Regions from separate parts of the Ovis aries genome. Here region 2 is linked to region 1. A link is a contact called in public Hi-C data. All regions are on one chromosome and are shown on one strand. Each heading gives the region's core, a stretch centred on a gene start, on an enhancer-like site or on the middle of the called end of the contact. The rest is flanking DNA. Distances are from core to core; before and after follow the strand shown. Region 1 holds the start of RAB2A (RAB2A, member RAS oncogene family). Region 2 has its middle 24 kb from the start of CHD7.

Region 1 (4,483 bases), core at 1,643-4,142:
AAAGCTGTATTTTAACTGCACTTGGCCCTATAGTAAGAAAAGGAACATTTCAGCAATATTTGCAGTGTTTTCATATCTGTCCTTACTTAATCTTTGGGGGGGGGGCATGATAATAATGACTGTTTCAATAGGGAGGAAAACTGAAAATCAGGAAAAGGAGTGATTTTCTTCATTTTAAAAATGCATGTTTTCCACACTATGACGTGAAAAAAAAATGAGGATGGCTCTCCCACTATTGATCTACTATCATTCTTGTGTGTGGGGGGCCACATTAAGTGGGTCTACTTTGAATTAAGAAAACATGGTAAAGGGGTCTGGTCAAAGTTGATATAAATAGAAAGTGGCAGAACTTGGCTAAAAAATTCTTCTGTCAAGTTATCAATGTATACTAATAGGAACATTATGGCCTGTTTGGCTATTCTTTCAATTATGTAATTCAGTATCTGGGGCCTACCTTCTACTAAGCTCTTCCTGGCATACAAAACCATGCAAAAACACCTTTTCTGCCTGCAAGAGATATGTAATCAAACACAAATGCCCACCCAAGTATCTACAAAACAGTCAGGAATTAATACAAAGGGGGATACATCCAGATAAGGAGGTGGAGTCACTTCCAGTTGGGATACCAGCAATGCCTAACACATCAAAAGAACTTAATAAATGCTGACTGTGAAATCATTATGTAAGACTCTAGTCAAACTTTGAGGACAGACAAATTTCGACAGAGGCACCCCAAACAAAGTGCAGGAGCAGCAGTGACCAGGTAAAAGCACAGGGCCTCACCGGCAGGAGGAAGCCAGGGACTAGTAACAGTGGGAAAGAAGACCAGCGTGGGAAATCATGCTTAGACCTGGAGGTCCCTGAAGGTCAAACAAACGAATGGAAAGGGAGGGATGGCCCCTAAGAGCCCTGTCTGCTCTTCCTGGAGGGGGAGAAAGGCAGCGCAGTGGACAATCTATTGCCAAGTGTACCTGAACCAGGTGGCGACAGCAGCAACGGCAAGGATGAATGTCTTCCCTCTGAACTGCCTGGACGCTGTTTTGGCATGAGGGCAAATTCCCAAAGAATCCAGTACCAACTTGCTAACATTTGCAGCCCCACTACTCCCAGCACAACTCTTCACCCACAGTAGATGTTTGGTAGGTATGCTCAAAGAGAGAGACCTGCAAAGGCTAATTTCAACGGTCACTACTGCTGATGTCCATAATCACTCCTTCCACTTCCCAAACCCACTAGTATTACAGTTATTGGGAATTTCCTCTTCCAATCTCACGGATACAACCTAAATTAAAATGTACCAGTAGGCTTCGAAACCCCACTTCCTTCAGCATTTTAAAAAGTATATAAATTTGCTACTTGAACATCTGCAAAACATTGCTTTATCCAGGATTCTGCATAGAGAACCATCAAGTTTCCACGCGCACGCCAAAAAACATTGCTGAAACACTATTTACAGCAGAAAATCTTTCTTTTAGGCAGCAATCAACATGCCTCTTGTGTTACTTATTCAACCTGACATATCACTAGTACAACCACAAGCTGCTGCTTACATTTCCAAAGTTGTGCAAAGGGTCCAAAGTTGTGCAAGAGTCATCACTGAAATCAGACTCTGGTATATTAATAGTTGTAACACCTGAACACGTCTTAGTTTTATTATTAGATTCACAGTAATGCCAAAAAATCCATAATTAAAAAATATATTTTCAATGAGTTCGACTACTTTGTCTGCAAAATACACTGGGATGTCATTTTAAGTGAAAAATAGCTGCATGTCTTTCTGCTTCAAATGGACATTAGGTCACCTGATTAACTGGCATTTGTGGGCCTGGATTTCATGTATCGGAAAAAAGGCCAGTATCCCCAACACGCACAAGCACGCATCCGAGAGCACTGAACGGCCTTGCATTACTATCAAATAACGCGAGTTTACACGTGGCAAAAGTCGACAGAGACAGAACTCTTCCGTGTTTTAATGACCTCGAAAAGCATTCCCCAGGCGTCAAGTAATGGGATGTTACTTACTCTGACTTGGCAGTTCAGTGATAAAAATACATCCATACACACACATATACATCTTTTTTTTTTTTTAATGTCTCCTTCTCAGCTAGCTGTCCCACGCCGGGGAGCGCTTTGCCCAGGCCGTGGCAGATGTGAACGGGTCGGAGAAGGTGGGATGTGTCAGGGAAGCCAAGACCCTCCTTCCATCCCCTTCTGCTCTCCCTGGGCCCCCCTTTTCCTTTCTCGGGGGCGGCGGCGAGGCCCAAGGTGAGAGGCTCCGGGCAGGGCGTGCAACCCTCAGAGCCAGGCCAGCTCCCCTATCATCTACTCCCCAGACCGGGCGGTAAAACGGCTGCCGCGGCCCCCGGTTGCAGGCCCGGCCTGGGCCGGGGCGGGGGCGACGGGCCAGGCCGCGGCCGCTCGCAGTGCCCACGTCACCAGCTCCAGCACTGCGGAAATGGAGCGGCGGGGAGGCGCCCGGCGGCGACCGAGGCTGCGCCGCCGCCCGACGCCGTTTGCCCCTCGGCCCCGGCCCCCGGGCCGCCGCCTCCCGGCCGGTCGGCCGCCGCGCCCAGGGCCTCACCTGTGTCGCCGATGATGATGTACTTGAAGAGATAGGCGTACGCCATGGCCGCGGCCGCTCGGTGCCAGGGCACACGGCTCCTCCTCCTGCTGCTGCAGCTCCTCCTCCTCTGCGCCCCTCACCCCGGCGCCACTCGGCCTCGAAAAGCCAGGCCCCGCCCTCCGCAGCCGCCACCGCCGCCGTAAGCCGCCGGGAGTGAGGGGCCGAGGGGAAGCTGGACAAACTGACAACGACCGAGCCGAGGGAGACAGCGCCCGGCCGAGCACACTCGAACAATAACAGCCGCCGCGGCTCCTCCGCCCCGCCTCCGCGCCGACCCGGAAGTGCTGCGGCCGCTGGCGCTGCCGGAGGAAAGGGGAGGATCCCTGCACGCCGACCGCGCCCCGCCCCGCTTGCTGGAGCCCCGCCCAGCCAGAGCCCCGCCCCCGCAGGAGCTCCTCCCAGCGCCGCGCCTAACCGGCCGCGCCCATCCTCCTGGTCCACCCCGAACCGGGCAAGGCCGGGCGCCGGTCCTTCCGGCCCTTCTGAGCGGGCGACGCCGGCGACCGAGAGACGCTAGGGGAGGGGAGGGGCCGGGTGGCTCCGTCGCCGCGACGCGCGCTGGGCCGCGTCCTTCCGCTCTGCGGCGGGGACGCGGGGTACGTGGTGGAAGGCGGAGATCGCTTTCGGCGCTGGGCCTGCCCTGGGCTCGTGACCAGGGGTTTGAAAATGATGGAGCCGCTGGGACGGCGGGCGGGGGGGAGGGGTTTGAGGGCGAGGGTATTTCTGCACTGGGGGGCGGGGTTTTGACAGTGAAAATAATGGAAGTGTAAATTTGAAACCCTAAATCAGGGAATGTGAGGGGAACCTTGGTGTACCCCTACGGTGGAATACTGCGTTGTCTTAATTAAAAGGAAGAAAAAGCCTGTCTTCTGCCAAGTGAAAATAAGGCACAGGACTCAGTCTATAAATATATACTTATGCAATGGCACCCCACTCCAGTACTCTTGCCTGGAAAATCCTATGGACGGAGGAGCCTGGCGAGCTGCAGTCCATGGGGTCGCTGAGAGTCGGGTACGACTGGGCGACTTCACTTTCCCTTTTCACTTTCATTCATTGGAGAAGGAAATGGCAACCCACTCCAGTATTCTTGCCTGGAGAATCCCAGGGAAGGAGGAGCCTGGTAGGCTGCCATCTATGGGGTAGCACAGAGTCGGACACCACTGAAGCGATTTAGCAGCAGCAGCATGCTATATGTATTTATAGATACAGCTATTATATGTAATAAGTGATATATATATTTGTATATAAGCTGTATTGTTATGCAAATATAACTTTATTTTTACTATTGTGTAGAAAAATGACAGGAATACACTTAAATACCCTTATGTACATAGTCTGAAAGGACACAACTGGGACCAAGGGTCGGAGGGAGTATAGTTGGGGGGAGATCCGATCCCTGGGTCGGGAAGTTCCCTTGGAAAAGGAAATGGCAACCCACTCCAGTGTTCTTGCCTGGAGAATCCCATGGATGGAGGAGCCTGGCCGGCTACAGTCCATGGGGTCGCAGAGCCGGACATGACTAAGTGAGCTCACTTCTACTTTTCACTGAGTTTTTCGAGTGCAGTTTGGATTTTCAGTGCTCATGAATTACCTATTGAAAAATGCACTCAAAAGAACACAATGACTTCTTGATTCATTCAACTAACACCAAGTACATACTATATTTCCTGCACTGCTAGGCATTGGAACTAAAAGCAGAGTCTGTTCTAAAAGAGCACAGATTTTGGAAGAGGAGATGGAGAATAGGATAGTGTCAGAATAGGTTATCGAAAGTATATCATCTCTGAACTAGACATATGAAGGATGAGTAAGAGTTTGTCAAAAGGACAAAAGGTCTGGAAGGGAACTGAAATTTAGGCG
Region 2 (4,438 bases), core at 1,746-4,245, 87 kb before region 1:
TAATCTTTTACCACTCTATAGTTTGGAAATAAGATTTTTTTTAAGGTTTAAAAACTGAAAAACAGGACTAGCTAAAATGTAAGTAAAATATAGGATTTTTACTAAATCACAGTACATAAAATGTTTTCTAAACTCAAAATTACCCGAGCTGACATATGCAAAAGAAGCCATTTCTCTCACATTTTTTAAACCCTTACCATTTGTTTATAATAATCATTTGGTGAGTCCCATAAACAGATATGATACATGCTGAGAGAATACTTTTGTATAGAAATAGTAAATCATTATAATGCATGTTTTTTCTCCTTTAAATACCTTAAATACATTACTTGCTTTTACTTTTATATAATTTCATTTTTTGTTGTTATTTTACTAAAGAAATAAGCTTACCCTCCCTTCTTTTTAAAAATGTTTATTTCTTACTGAACTCCCCTCCCTTCCACCAAGGTGTAACAGAATCAACAGAGTAGTTGTACAGTAATGAGAAAGCCAACAAGGATCTCCTTCAGAGTAAGGCTGCAGGGAAACAATTTGCAGTAGTTGAGATTTATTCCCCTATCCTCCCCTCCAAATATTACATCTCTCAACAAAGAATTCTTGTTGAACTTTATTGGAAAGTGTGTGGCAGGGCGGTGTTTAGAAATACTACATATCTAAATATGTTAGTGTTTTGAGCTTCAAGCACAAGGAAATGAGAATTTCAGTTTGTTATGCGGACATTTCTTGTAAGCAAAAGAAAAATATTAGGTGTATCGGGAGTTGTTTTTTTAAAGTCATTATCAGTAATTTCTTAACATATGGCTAATGGTAATCTAAAAAATGATAATAATAAACAAGGAACCAAAACTCTCAGCTTAATACTCTTTCTTTCCATGCCTTCCCTCAGTCATCACTGGGGCATTACTTTCAGCTTAGATTCAGACTCTGAGTGTAAAATGAGTCCATTTAACCCATTTCTGCCTATTTGCATTGAACGGCAGCCACTGGCCATGAATTTCATTTCATAAACCACACACACTATTTCTGCTGAAAGAGATTTATTGTTGTGACAAAAAAAATCACAGTTGGTTTAAGTAAAATCTATTGTTTTTTTTTTAAATGTTACTCTTATAAAGAAACCTGTAACTAAGAGAAGAGGAATTCAAAACTGAAAAACTCAGCAATATAAAATGAACCAGCCAGCAGACACCTAAGGCTATCGGTTTCCTGTGCCCCTCACTGTGTATTCTAAAAGGGTCACCTGGCTCCGACGACTACTGCCAGGATCTTCCTAGGAACTGGGAACAATGTTGAGCAGCACACAGCCCCTGCTCTGAAGGGCAGGACGACAAGCCACCACAGGAAAGGGCTATGGTTTGTTGCAGAGGTAGGGGTGCAGTGGGTGCCCCTAATTCTTTCGCACTTTGGGGAAGGAGGTGAGGGAAAGGTAGGAAGCCAGCTCTCAGAAAAGAAGGAGACTAAGGAAGGCTGCAGAAGCCAGAGCGGACTGGGCACATTTAGAGAATTTGAAAGCAGTTCAGGTAGGCTGGGACTGGGGACGGGTGGGAAGAGTGACCAGTGGTGAGAGATCTAGCAGGAGACAGGATTAGGAGGGCCTTATAAAGAGAAGTTAAGGGGATAGGGCTTTATCCCGAGGGTGACAAACATCCCCTAAGAGATTACACGCGGCACTGTACAATAAAACATCTACGTGCCTGCAATATCGAGATGTAGGTGGGGCAAAAACCCCCGACAGGAAGACGAGTGAGCAGGTAACTACGGTAACCCAGGTGGGAGACGCCGGTGGCCTGCGCGGAGGAAGCCAGAGCAGGGCAGCAGCGACAAACAGGCGTCAAGAAGTACGGAAGTAAAGCGGACCTAGGGGTTTAATGACTCGACGATGGGGTGAGGCGCTGATGACCGAGCTAATGCGATTCACCTGCTGAGATGGGAGACGCGGCAGGTTTGGAGGGGAGGTGCCGAGCTCTGTGTAGGACACCCAGATGACGTTTCTGAGGCTCCCAGATTACCCACACCTGGACCTCAGGACGAGGTGGGCTGGAGTAGGACGACGCTGTGCGAGGGGACGAGACGAGACCATGGGGGGGGGGGAGAAGGTGGCCTGGGACAGCTGCCCAGGGGGGTCAATCCAGTGCGACCGGACAAAACTTATATTCCACTTTTTCTTGATCGCATCGAACGACAAAACATCTACGAGATTAGGTAGAGGTCATGGCTTTCATTTTGCAGGCGAGGAAAATGAGACTTCGAGGTGCGGGTTTGTTCATGTCGGCATACACCCCCTATTCTACCCTAAAAACTAACTCAGTGTGTCTTGACTGCAGAAACATACAGTCTTTCTCAAATTTTCGGTAGAAGAGATTGCAGAAATTAGTTTTTAAATGCCTTTTGTTTCTTTTCCCCGCCCCCAACTCCCATGATAAAATATTGTGATCAACTTTCAATTTCAATAAACTTTGCCAGATACCAAAAATCTGTACCCACTCTAGAAAAACGCGGACAGAGGAAAATCTTAGGACGCATCTCACCAGTGAGTGCACAACTTCTTCAAGTTCTCCGTGCTGCATAAATAAGCCCTGACAGATTCTGGCTTCACGCTCATTAACTCGGTACCTCCATCCCTAGTTCTCTATCTCCGGGACTTGCCTGCTCTCCCCCGCCCCCGCCCTCTCCTCCCCCGCCTCCGGCTGCACCACCTGCTCCCGGCGCCGCCTCCCTCCCCCCTCCCGCGCCGGTTCTCACGCGCCGCCCGCGCCCCTCCCCGCCGCTCCCTCCCTTTCACTTCCGCGGAGCTGCCAAGTCGGAGCCGGTAGGCTCGGTGTCCGGCTCCCTCGCCGGTTCGCACTCCCTGGTAGCCCGCCAGCCGCCCCGCGCCGCGCCCCCCACGAAGTTCTGCCTCCCGCGCCGCCCCCCGCGAGGACTCCAGGGGCGGTCCCGGGTCGGCCGCCGCTGATTGGCTGACTTCTCGGCGCCCCGCCCCCCGTGCACGCGCAGGAGGTGGGGCGGGTCCGACGCGGGCGCGCGAAGCGCGGCCCCGAGGGCGAAGCGTCCGTGACCCGCGTGCCGAGCCTCGGCGTCCAAGCTCCGGCGACCGCGAGGTGGGGGCGGGCGGCGGCGAGGCTCACCGGGGCCGGGGGCTTACGTGGCGATGAAGCCCGCCCCTCCCTCCCCGGCAGCGGTTCCCCCGCGCCAACCGCTGCAAGCCGGGCGTCCCACAGAGGCTGGGAGCTGCCCGAGGGGCCGTCGTCGTCGCCAGCCCGGTAGCCCGGATGTCGCTGCCCCCCGCGGCGGGGCCGCCGACGCGCTCCTCGGCCCGGGAGGAGGCTCGTCTTAAAGGGACAGCGCCGCCTTCGAGCCGGAGGGGGCGGCGCGTCCAGCGCTCCGAGTGCGACCCCTGCCCCGGGGTCCGCCGCTCCGGGTCCGCTGCTCCGGGCCGGGGCGCAGGCGGGGCACGGCGTCCGGCCCTAGGATGGCCGTAGATGGCCGCCTGGAGGCCAGGTTCTCCTCCGGCCCGAGCGTGGCCGGTGGCGCCGCGCGGGGCCGGGAGGCGGCGGCCTGTGATTGGCCGAGGCCTCCGTGAATGCAGGACATTGTCTGGTCGCGGCCGTCGCTGTCCCCGCCGCCGCCCGGGCACTGGGCAAGATGGGTGCGAGCCGGGCCTGGGCGGCCCTCAGTCCCTGCCCCGGGGGGAACCCGGGTGGGAAACCGAACTTATACAAGGTCACGGCATCTGAACCTGGAATAAAGGCGCTGTTTCAAAACACAAAATCATATCCACTAGGAAATAAAATCATTTGTGTTGCCATAAAGATTTCCTTTAAGATTAAAAATATTAATTGAAAAGGGCCAATTGTTATAAAAACCGCTTAGTTTTGTCTTCAAGATCCCCTTAATTAGTATCTATGACGATTCATGTGATATTCTCTATAAAAATGTAAGCAGTATAGATGATATATACATATATATTTGTGAAATAATTATTTTCTATACAGTACAACTTCTCTGGGTCTTAGTTTCCTTACACGTTAAAAAAGGATACGGGGCTGGTAGATTTCCAAATTTGCTTCCATTGTTAACTGAATCCAGGCGTAAAATCCTGATACATCCTATGTACTGGATCATATCTCAAGGCCTGGGAATAGATGAGACCTTTAGAAGAATCCTTGAGAAGATTATAGTTCTCCTCGGACTGTCTATGAAAATAAGTGGGAGTTATTTAAGTGGAGCTGTAATCTTTTAGTGTGTAATTTTGGCATCAAGGAAAATGAGCAGTAGAGAAATGTATGGAGATGAATCAGTTATTAGCCAACTTGAAGAGCAGGGTTTACTTTCGTTCTCCGTAAGTTTTCTGGGTAATAGAATATTATAGTAGGGAACAACCGTCTTTCCTATTTTGTTTTCAGTATCGAAGCAGTCAGAAGATGGCAAAAGAGAAGAC

Evidence for each region. Hi-C and Micro-C count contacts between places; a contact is called where the count stands out from the background.
Region 2: a Hi-C map of hypothalamus shows a contact between it and region 1, with 2.6 times the contacts expected there. The contact joins the enhancer-like site here to the promoter of RAB2A in region 1. A contact is called at or near these places in 4 of 16 Hi-C or Micro-C datasets (hypothalamus, liver, muscle and 1 more).

The regions. Positions count from the first base shown.
Region 1 is chr9:39,155,630-39,160,112 of ARS-UI_Ramb_v3.0, reverse strand. It overlaps RAB2A (RAB2A, member RAS oncogene family), which reads right to left and starts at 2,892. Exons shown (of 9, transcript XM_027972978.3): 1 at 2,582-2,892. It also overlaps the pseudogene LOC101110603.
Region 2 is chr9:39,242,723-39,247,160 of ARS-UI_Ramb_v3.0, reverse strand. No RefSeq gene overlaps it. Among named protein-coding and RNA genes, the nearest start is that of CHD7, 24 kb to the left of the region's middle. Within about 2 kb of position 2,995, at least 46 of the 54 cell types and tissues checked have an H3K27ac peak or open chromatin away from gene starts, as enhancers often do. A contact at or near this core is called in hypothalamus, liver, muscle and 1 more, where this site is marked.